2 separate regions of the Bos taurus genome follow, and region 1 is linked to region 2. Evidence: chromatin contacts called from public Hi-C data. All regions are on one chromosome and are shown on one strand. The core of a region is the stretch at or near the end of the contact, and the rest is flanking DNA. Distances in the headings are between cores, read along the strand shown.

Region 1 (4,638 bases), core at 1,799-4,298, 36 kb before region 2:
AGTGAAGTTGCTCAGTTGTGTCCAACTCTTAGCGACCCCATGGACTGCAGCCTACCAGGCTCCTTTGTCCATGGGATTTTCCAGGCGAAAGTACTGGAGTGGGGTGCCACTGCCTTCTCCGAAGGACTGGTTTTAAATGTCACTTGAAGAAGACGTCACTTGGCCCTATGTGATAAATTTTTTTTTTATATAACATATTGCCAAATACATAGTCCATTTTTTTAAATAATAGATAACCAGTCCTTATCTATTATTTAAAAAAATGGACTATGTATTTGGCAATATGTTATATAAAAAAACTTATCACATAGGGCCAAGTGACGTCTTCTTCAAGTGACATTTACAACTTGATCTTTTGAAAATACTTTAATTCCCATACATCCCACAGTATACAAGCCGGTACAGGTATTATATAAAGTGTTCTCACACTCGTATGGAGCACGTTACTTTGCAGTAAGTATCGCATTAGTAATATCAATTAGTTATGAAAGTCTACCTTTTGTTGTCAGAATTTCTGCAAGCATTATGCGTAAGCTGAGAGACTGGACATTCTTCGAAGGAAGGAGACAGAGCACCAGAACCCGAGAACACGTCTGCAGAAATCTTACTTCATCATTTGAGTTCCTCAAGCAAGAATGCAACACAAAAGGCCTTGGCTGCTCTTCATGTCTGAAAAAATAAATACATGAACAGAGGGAAAAGGAAGGAAAGAAATTTCTAGAAACAATTTGGTCATGTACCATTAGGTTAAAAAAAAACTTCAAATGGGCAACACACTCAGTTTTAACAACTATGTTCACTCTTAGACTATCAATAGTCAATAATTTTTTCAACCACAGATTAATCTGGAAAAATGGGCTTTTGGGATTTCTAACCTTAAGTAGCATGAACGGTTATACAGAACTCCCAAATCGTAGCAACAACTACCCAGAAAGGGGTGAGTGTCTCTTTAATTAGATTTTAAAATCTTCTAGCTCTCTTTTTAAATGTCATCTAGAGTTTCCTTTAAAAAAAAAAAAAATCTAACAAAGCATAAACCAGGGTCACCAGGTCCTGACAGCATCCTTCTGCCAGAGTCCTTACCGCAATTCCTAGTACTTACCTCTCGGTTCTCGTGCCTTGAGTAAGCAAAAGGACGTTAACCTTCCATACATTTCATATGTGCAGTATTACTTAATCTTCCCACCTACATCAAGAAGTGTATATTATCATCGCCATTTTACAGATGAGAATATTAAGGATCTGAATGATCAAGTGAACAGTCCAAAGTCACAGAGGTAATTAATGGTAGAAGTAATTCAAGTTCTGCTCTGACTCGCACATCCCCAACTCTTTAACACAAGCCAGAATTAGAGATTAAGATGAAAAGGAAAAAAAAAATTCAGAGATAAAGAGAAAAATATGTGAAGAAAAGCATTACTTTGTCCCTTAAACAGCATGCCTGGGCTTTGTGAGTAAAAAGAATACACAGACTGTAAAAAGGAGGCTATGAAATTAAAAATGCTATTGATTTAACAGCATAAAAACAATCATTTTTAAATTTCCCTGAAACATGCTAGAACAAGACAGATGGGGCAAAGAAAGAGGAAACAGGCAAGAATTAAGTGTGATCTGGATTGACTTAGAGCAGCCAACAGCATGTTGGCTGGGAAATAAACACAGGCTGAACGGAAAGCTGCCGCCACACAATTGCCCAACAGTCAACCAGAGGATGTGTTGCTTTTATTAATGCAATTTATTATTCTCTTGCCTGACTGTGGCCAATTCAACTGGGTGCCTCCTGGCCGCCACTGTCATTTTGCAGTCAATGGAAATCTGCACCCCAATGGCGATTTCCAGGGCGAAGGCACAGTTTATCTGGGGCAGGTGAGTGCAGAGATAACCACAGAACCTAGATGCATTTCTGCCCAGTCTCATTGTGTGATGTGTAGAAGGTGATGCACAATCAGATATTAGATCCCCAGCATTCACCTCCAAGGCACCACCATCTATATGCAAAACACCAGTGACCTACTGGCACTTTTCCAAATATTCATAATCTCAGAGAACAGTGATAGAGTTCCTTCCTTTAATAAGAATCATCAACTAGACCTTCTAGGCACAGCCCAGACACCAATAAATCTATCCTTGGCACAAGAAAACTGGAGGTCCAAACAGAAGGCACTTCTAAAATGCAATCAAGTCTCTGTTTCTATTATTCTGATGCTTACTCATAATATCTTTATATAATCCACAAAGGCAGTCATTTCGCAAGCTGGTAAATAAATGTCTCAATGAAAAATATATTCTCATGTTGAAATCAGATAATCATAAGAACACTCCATTTCTCTAACCACTTGCTCTTCTCCCAAACCTAAATTCATCAGTCTTCTAACTGGAATAAAACAATGATCTAAAAATACTGTCCTTTATTGAGCCATAATTTAAATACCTTAAAATGAGCTTCCACTGACAATAGTATCCACCAGACAGAACTAGGGAGCGCTTTATGGAGCGGATGCCATAGCCGATCAAGTGCTGCACGGGGCTCAGAACACTCAGAAGGAGAGGTTGAAGCTTCTGAGACTCCAGCGAGGTGACCCTTATAACTTCCTCATCGGTTCACATACCCCCTCCTTACTGGAAGTTACTTTCTCTAAAAACAATGGTTTTCAAAGGGTGGTCTGCAGGCTCCCGTGTGTCCCCCAGACACTGTCAGGGGGTCTGTGAGGTCCAAACCCTATTCACAGCAACGAAATGATTCCACGTGTCTTGCCTGCTCTCACAAGTTGTAGTGGAGCTTCCCAGAGGCAACAGGCTGTGTGGTGACCTTGTCACTCTTGACGGTGAGTGGAAAGCATACTGTGCATTCTTACACTTAAAAAAAAAGTCTTAGTTTAATATCTGATATGATAAATATTGACAGATACGATGAGTGCTGAGCTGGTAAATGTTTAACAACTGGCTCTGCAAAGGGGAGAAAAGCTCCCATTTGGAGCATTTGCCCCATTTCACGGGGTCAGTACTCCCGCCGTGGCCAATTACAAAGTGACAAGTTAGTCCTCACTGACCTCAGGGTTGCTCCTGCGCCAGCACAAGCCAGCCCTGGGACCCGACGGCCGTAACCCACACAGACTAAAGCTCTTTCAGGTCCTCGACAACCTTCAAGAGCACAGGGCTATTCCTATACCAGGAAAACTGAAAACCACTGCTCCACAGTAAATTTTTCAAACTGTGGATTGGGACTCACAAAGAAGAAGATAAAATTTAATCTCAGATGCCATTTTTTAAATGGTAAAGAACAACAAAAAAAAAGAAAATCAAAGTTATCATAAGTAATGAGCATTATTTGATGAAACTGGATCATAATATAAAAAGTATTCCCAACTCTCACAATACTGTTAACCCGCTATATTGTAATACAAAATAAAAAGTTTAACAAAATTTTTTAATGTATCCCCCGTTTTATTTTTAAAATCTGCAAAAAACGTGGACATGTACACACTGCTCTATTTAAAATGGATAACCAACAAGGACTTACTGTATAGCACAGGGAATTCTGCTCAATGTTATGTGGCAGTCTGGATGGGAGGGGAGTTTGGGGGAGAACAGATACATGTATATGCATGGCTGAGTCCCTTTGGTGCCCATCTGAAACTATCACAATACTGTCAATCGGCTATACTCCAATGCAAAATAATCAGTTTAAAAAAAAAAAAGTTTGCAAAAAACACTGGGGGCAGTGAGTGGAAAAGAATAGGCATATGGTGGCCCTGTGGATTCTGGCCTCGTGAACCTAAGCTGGGTGAGCGTGGGGAGAGAGATGACTCCTGGACAGCTGCTGTCTCACGACCCTGCTTAACAGCCAGGAGCCCCCACAACCTCACAGGCAGGGCAGCAAGTACTCGCAGACCAATCCACAAGACAGGGCTTCTTAAGGAAGGAGGAGAGCTACCACCTGCCCGAGGAGGATGCCTCTGCTTCCTCATCCCCTTACATATTTTGCAAATACTTTCTCTTCTCCCCTAAAATAGAGGCAGCGCTGTATCAGTGAGAAGAGGCCCCAGAAACTGCTGGGACCCTGCTCCTACTCCAACTGAGACTGTATCCAGTAGGCAGAAGCCTACTCGCTGCAGTGAGACTGCTCTTTATGGCCAGGTTAGAGGTGCTATGAGTCGTCACGCTCTCACTCAACAAGAGTGAGACAGACGTTTAGGATCCTATCAGCAAACCTAAGGGAATAACGATTTGTTATGAGCACCGAGGTCTTGTTGAAGTCTTCTTCCAAAGGCAGAGTCACCTCTCAGGCACGAACTTTTCCTGGCTAATAGTACAAAAGGCTGACAAGCCTGAGTACTGGCAATTTTCACATGAAAACACCTTCTCTAATCATGGCCTGCATGCTCCAATACGGAGTTCCTTTTAAAAATCAAGTTTTGGGATACTGTGATGCAACAGAGCTCTTAACACAGGACTCACAAAAAGAAACATGAACTTTATTTAAACTTTCTCGAAAACTGAAAACTCACTGACACTCTTCAGAGTGCATAACAACTATATTTAAATGTTCTGTTTCTAGGCACCTTTAACGCTACTAAATAAATTCATGATAGTGCTGGCTCTGTAAAATTAATCTCACTGCTTCAGCTATTTACAAAA
Region 2 (4,953 bases), core at 634-3,133:
CACTGAATTAGTTGGTATCAAGACAAAGAATTGAAAAGGGCAGATCCCCAAGAGAGGATAATTTCAATTTATCCAAGTTTTGACCTGAAATTTAGGGAAATAGAGTATGTCAATTATCTACTGTCATATAACAAACTACCACCAAATAACAACCACTGGATATGCTTATGATTTTGCAGGTCAGTCAATGGTCTGGGGTCAGTTGGGTCAGTTCTCTTCTTGCCTGAACCATTAATGATGCTGTGATCTCCTGGCGCACAAGCTAGGACTACTCTGGCTATGGAGCCTCCATTAACATGGCTTGTCTCTGCTCCCTGAGTTCTCATCCTTCAAGAGATTGCTTGGGTCTCTTCACATGACCATGTCAGAGATGTGATATACAAGTTCTTTTTAAGCTTTTGCTAACATTCCATTGGCCAAAGCAAATCATATTGGCCCAGTCAGGAATTAAATAAGAGGGGGCCTACATACACGTGTGCTCAGCCTTGTCGGTCGTTGGAACCAATCAATTACATCTCTCCATGTTTAAATCCATGTGAAGGCCCCCTCCCAGGTGGCACAGCAGTAAAGAATCTGCTTCCAATGCAGGAGACTCAGGCGCAGTCCCTGGGTGGGGAAGACTCCCTGGAGGAAGGCATAGCAACACTCCCTGAAGTGGTGCAACCCACTCCAGTATTCCTGCCTGGAAAATCCCACGATCAGGGGGAGGTTCACAGTCCACAGGGTTGCAAAGAATCAAACACGACTGAAGTGACTGGGCATGCATGATATGGCTTACCAGGCGTTCCTTTCTCTATACTTTTACGTAAAAAATATTGGGTACCTATTGTATTAATTTCCTGTTGCTGCTATAACAAATTACTACAAACTTAGTGGTTTAAAACAACATGAATTCATCTTACCGTTCTGGAGGTCAAAACTAAAATTAAAGTGTGACCTGGGCTGCTTTTCTTCTGGAGGCTTCAAGGGGAGAATCCTTTTTCTTCCCTTTGTCAAGTTTCCAGTGCATGACAAGTTGCTTCATTGGTGTCGGACTCTTGGCAACCCTATGGACTGTAGCCCACCAGGCTCCTCTGTCCATGGGGAATCTCCAGCTTCTATCAAATATACAGCAGGGATTAACTGTAGTCACCACGGTGTATACTACAAGCTCTTGCTTCCATCCATGGCCATGTTTTGTTTTTATTACTGTCCTCAAATCTCCTGTCTCCCCTCTTATAAAGACCCTTGGGATTACATTGACCTCACCTGGGTTAACCTAGGTTGATGTTCCCACAGGTTTGGGATTAGCAGGCCGGCATCTGTGGGGTGCCACTGCTCTGTCGCACCTACTATGTGCTTGCGAGTTCAAACACGAAAAAGGGCTGCATTCCATACAGTGGACGGAGATCATTTTTCTCAGATTGTTTGAACTACCCATCTCATTTACCGGTAGTCAGAGGACTTTCTCACGTGTTTACCAGCCCCTGGGCCACAGGGCTGTTTAAACTGAACTTTGCTGATATAAGCATATTTATATTAGCTGCCTCCATATTTATTATTACAGTTGCTGTTTGGGTACAACATCACAAGACCATCAAAGCGGCTTTCCTCGTTAGCAGCGGAGGCGGCAGCAGTTAACACCTGGGCGGTGCAGGGCACAGCCGAGGGTCCGGAGGTCACTTTCTTCCCGCGTCCCTTTCCATCCGAGAGGGGGCCCGCTGGCCAGGCTCGGGGGCGCGGGGCGGGCCCGCCGCGCTCTGTGACGCCCGCCGCGAGGAGCCTCCGGCACCGCCCGGTTCCCGCGGGACCAGCGGCGCGGGCGCAGGCGATCTCCTTTCCCGTTCCGCTCTCTCCGCCTCCGGAAGCTCGGGCGGCCTCCGGGGCCGCGTGGAGGGGCTGCAGGAGCGCGCGCGCGGGCGCACGGCCGGGACGCCGGCGGCGCGAGGAGGTTGCGGCTGCGGCGCCGGGTGAGCTGCGCGCGAGCGACCCTTCCTCCGCGCCCCCCGCCCCCCGTTCGGGATCCGTTTCCCCTCTCCGGGGCCCAGGCCGCGGCGAGCGCACAGGATCGGTATGCGGAAGGCGGACTGGCCGGGCCGCCCCCCTCCCTTCCCCAGTCCTCCGGGCCCCGCCGCCTCTGCGGCCCTGGCAGCCGGTCGTTAAGCGGGTGTAACCCACACGGAGGCGTCCAGGGCTGGCGCGATCGCAGGGCCAGCGCCCCTCGTCGGCCGCTCTGGGATGGCCGGGCCTGACCTCGGGGCGCGTTTGCGGGTGGCGTGGGGTCGGGGTCGGCAGTGAATTAAGATGTGATAGCCCCCCGCCCCCCGTCCCGGGAGATCCTGACTCAGGTCTCCCCCGCTCACCTCCGCGGAACTTGACCCTGAACTCAGAGGAGGGAGGGGGATGTCAGTTATCCGCTACTTCGTGGGGTCCGGAGGGGGTAGTGTAAGGAACCTCAGATCCTGGAAGACAGGTGTTTCCTTTGGGCTGAGATTTTCGGGTATCCAATAGGTTACCTTCTTTGGACCAAATCATATGTCTTAACTACAGAAACGTCACGTCCCAGTATCTAAAATGACAGTTAAAAATGCCGGATTCCTCTGTGTGTTTTCCTGATGTAAGGCGAAAGCGTTGGTATTTGTATTGCTGGTTCTGCAAGGGCTCTACGAATCATGGGTGTGTAAATGACTCCTGGGCAGCTTTGGCAAGTTCTTGTCCTCATTGAGTATCAGCAGGGTTATTGCAGCCTAATGAACTGTCATTTGATTTTTACGCTTTCCCAATATGTTATAAAGAGAAACTTTACTATCTTATTAAGTCCATATTTTTATTACTCTTTAATGTAAATTGAATCTCACTAACTAAAGTGAAGGTTATCAAAAGGACTGCTTAGTGGTTGGGACAGTTGGATATTTTTTCCTTTCATTAAGTCACCTGAATGTTTCAGTTCAGTTGCTCAGTCATATCCCAACTCTTTGCAACCCCATGGACTGCAGCATACCAGGCTTCCTCTAGCTTACTCAAACTCATGTCCATCAAGTAAGTTGCTGATGCCATCCAACCATCTCATCCTCTGTCATCCCCTTCTCCTCCTGCCTTCAATCTTTCCCAGCATCAGGGTCTTTTCTAATGAGTCAGTTCCTCACATCAGGTGGCGAAAAAATTGGAGTTTCAGCTGCAGCATCAGTCCTTCCAGTGAACATTCAGGACTGATTTCCTTTAGGATGGACTGGTTGGATCTCCTTGCAGTCCAAGGGACTTTCAAGAGTCTTCTCCAACTCCACAGTTCAAAAACATCAATTTTTTGGCACTCAGCTTTCTTTATAGTCCAACTCTCACATCCATACATGACTACTAGAAAAACCTGAAGTTTAAGTCCTTACAATAACCCATGTGTTGGATGTTAGGAACCTAAATCTAAACCTGAAAAGTCTCCCAGACACTGATCTCTGCACCCCTTCTCATGAACTGTGACCATGTAGGGAGACAGATGCTTACAATTGTTGGGGACTACAGGAACCTTGTGGGGCTTCCCTGGTGGCTCAGATGGTAAAAAGTCTACCTGCAATGCAGACCTGAGTTTGATCCTTGGTTGGGAAGATCCCCTGGAGAAGGGAATGTCTACCCACTCCAGTATTCTTGCCTGGAGAATTCCATGGACAGAGGAGCCTGAAAGACTTCCGTCCAAGGGGTCGCAAAGAGTTGGACACAACTGAGTGACTTTCACACTCACAGGGATCTTGTAAATGCAGATAAGGGGATAGTTGCTTCTAGTGTGTGGGGTAGGAAGGGAATGAAGGACAACTATGGAAAACTATCCAGGAAAAAAACTCAGGTGAAAGAGGTGATTTTTCTGCTTACATAGTTGGCTGTGCTCAGTCATGTCCAACTTTGCAACCCCATGGACTGTAGCCTACTAGGCTTCTCGCTCCATGGAATTTTCCAGACAAAAATACTGGAGCAGGTTGCCATTTCCTCCTATAAAGGGATCTTCCCAACCCAAGAATTGAACCCATGTCTCCAGTGTCCCCTGCATAGGCAGGCAGATTCTTTACTGCTGCGCCACCTGGAAAGCCCTACATAGCTGGCTCAATCTTAAATCTCCTAACTCCAAACTCCTTCATCAGATAAACATTATTTGAATATCTAATATTTGTCAGGTCTGACTTTAGGCGCTAGGATATAAAGATGAGCAAGGTACCAGGAGTTCCCAGTTTGGTAAGAAGACAGGAAAGGTGGGAAACAGCTATGAAAAACAGATTTCGAAGAAGTATCTGTAGTCATTTGTTTTAGGGATAGACTTTGGGATTTAGACCTAGCTCATGTTAGGGTTGGAAAAGGTCATATCCTCCATACACACAAATTCCCTCTGCAGCACCCCAGCAAATAGCCATCTGGTCTTTGCTCCAACAATATCTAGTGACTTGTGGCTAGATGACTTATGGCTCATAATCCTTGAAGGGAGCTCATTCCATTTTTGAGCAATTCTAATGTTAAACCCAGAACAGCTTTCTTATGCATTCTATTTGTTGATGCAAGTTCTGCCTCTGGAGCTGCAAATAATAGCTCTCAAGTCTGTTTCATATCACTACTCTTCAAGTATCTGAACACACCCTTTCCCTTAGTTATTTCTTTTATTTCTGTGAGCCTTTGGTCGGTAAACCATTAATCATAACTCAGATTCTAGACTCTGCCATAGTACTCAAAGCTAAGTGCCATCCAAAAGGTGGTTTGACCAAGCAGAATATGATGCAAGTTGTACGTTGCTACCCCAGGTTTGTCAATCTCCTTGCCAGAAATACCTGGGAAACTCTTTACTGTCTTTGGAAAGGTGGTTTGATCACAAGCTCAGTTTGGGATAGAGAGTCACAAGTCAGTTCAAAGTTCTGAATCCTTATTACCTAGGTTAACACTTAAATTTACCTAAGGCTACTGGTTTATGGCAGAAAGTGAAGAAGAACTAAAGAGCCTCTT

Evidence for each region. A called contact is a pair of places that touch in the nucleus more often than the background predicts.
Region 1: a Hi-C map of liver shows a contact between it and region 2, with 2.6 times the contacts expected there. The contact joins the enhancer-like site here to the promoter of CFAP97 in region 2. A contact is called at or near these places in 2 of 11 Hi-C or Micro-C datasets (both in liver).

What each region holds. Positions count from the first base shown.
Region 1 is chr27:15,557,816-15,562,453 of ARS-UCD2.0, reverse strand. SNX25 (sorting nexin 25) reads right to left here. Exons shown (of 18, transcript NM_001192758.2): 3 at 497-669. Among named protein-coding and RNA genes, the nearest start is that of SNX25, 6.2 kb to the right of the region's middle. Within about 2 kb of position 3,048, at least 2 of the 102 cell types and tissues checked have an H3K27ac peak or open chromatin away from gene starts, as enhancers often do. A contact at or near this core is called in liver, where this site is marked.
Region 2 is chr27:15,519,888-15,524,840 of ARS-UCD2.0, reverse strand. CFAP97 (cilia and flagella associated protein 97) reads left to right here and starts at 1,883. Exons shown (of 5, transcript NM_001045999.1): 1 at 1,883-1,949.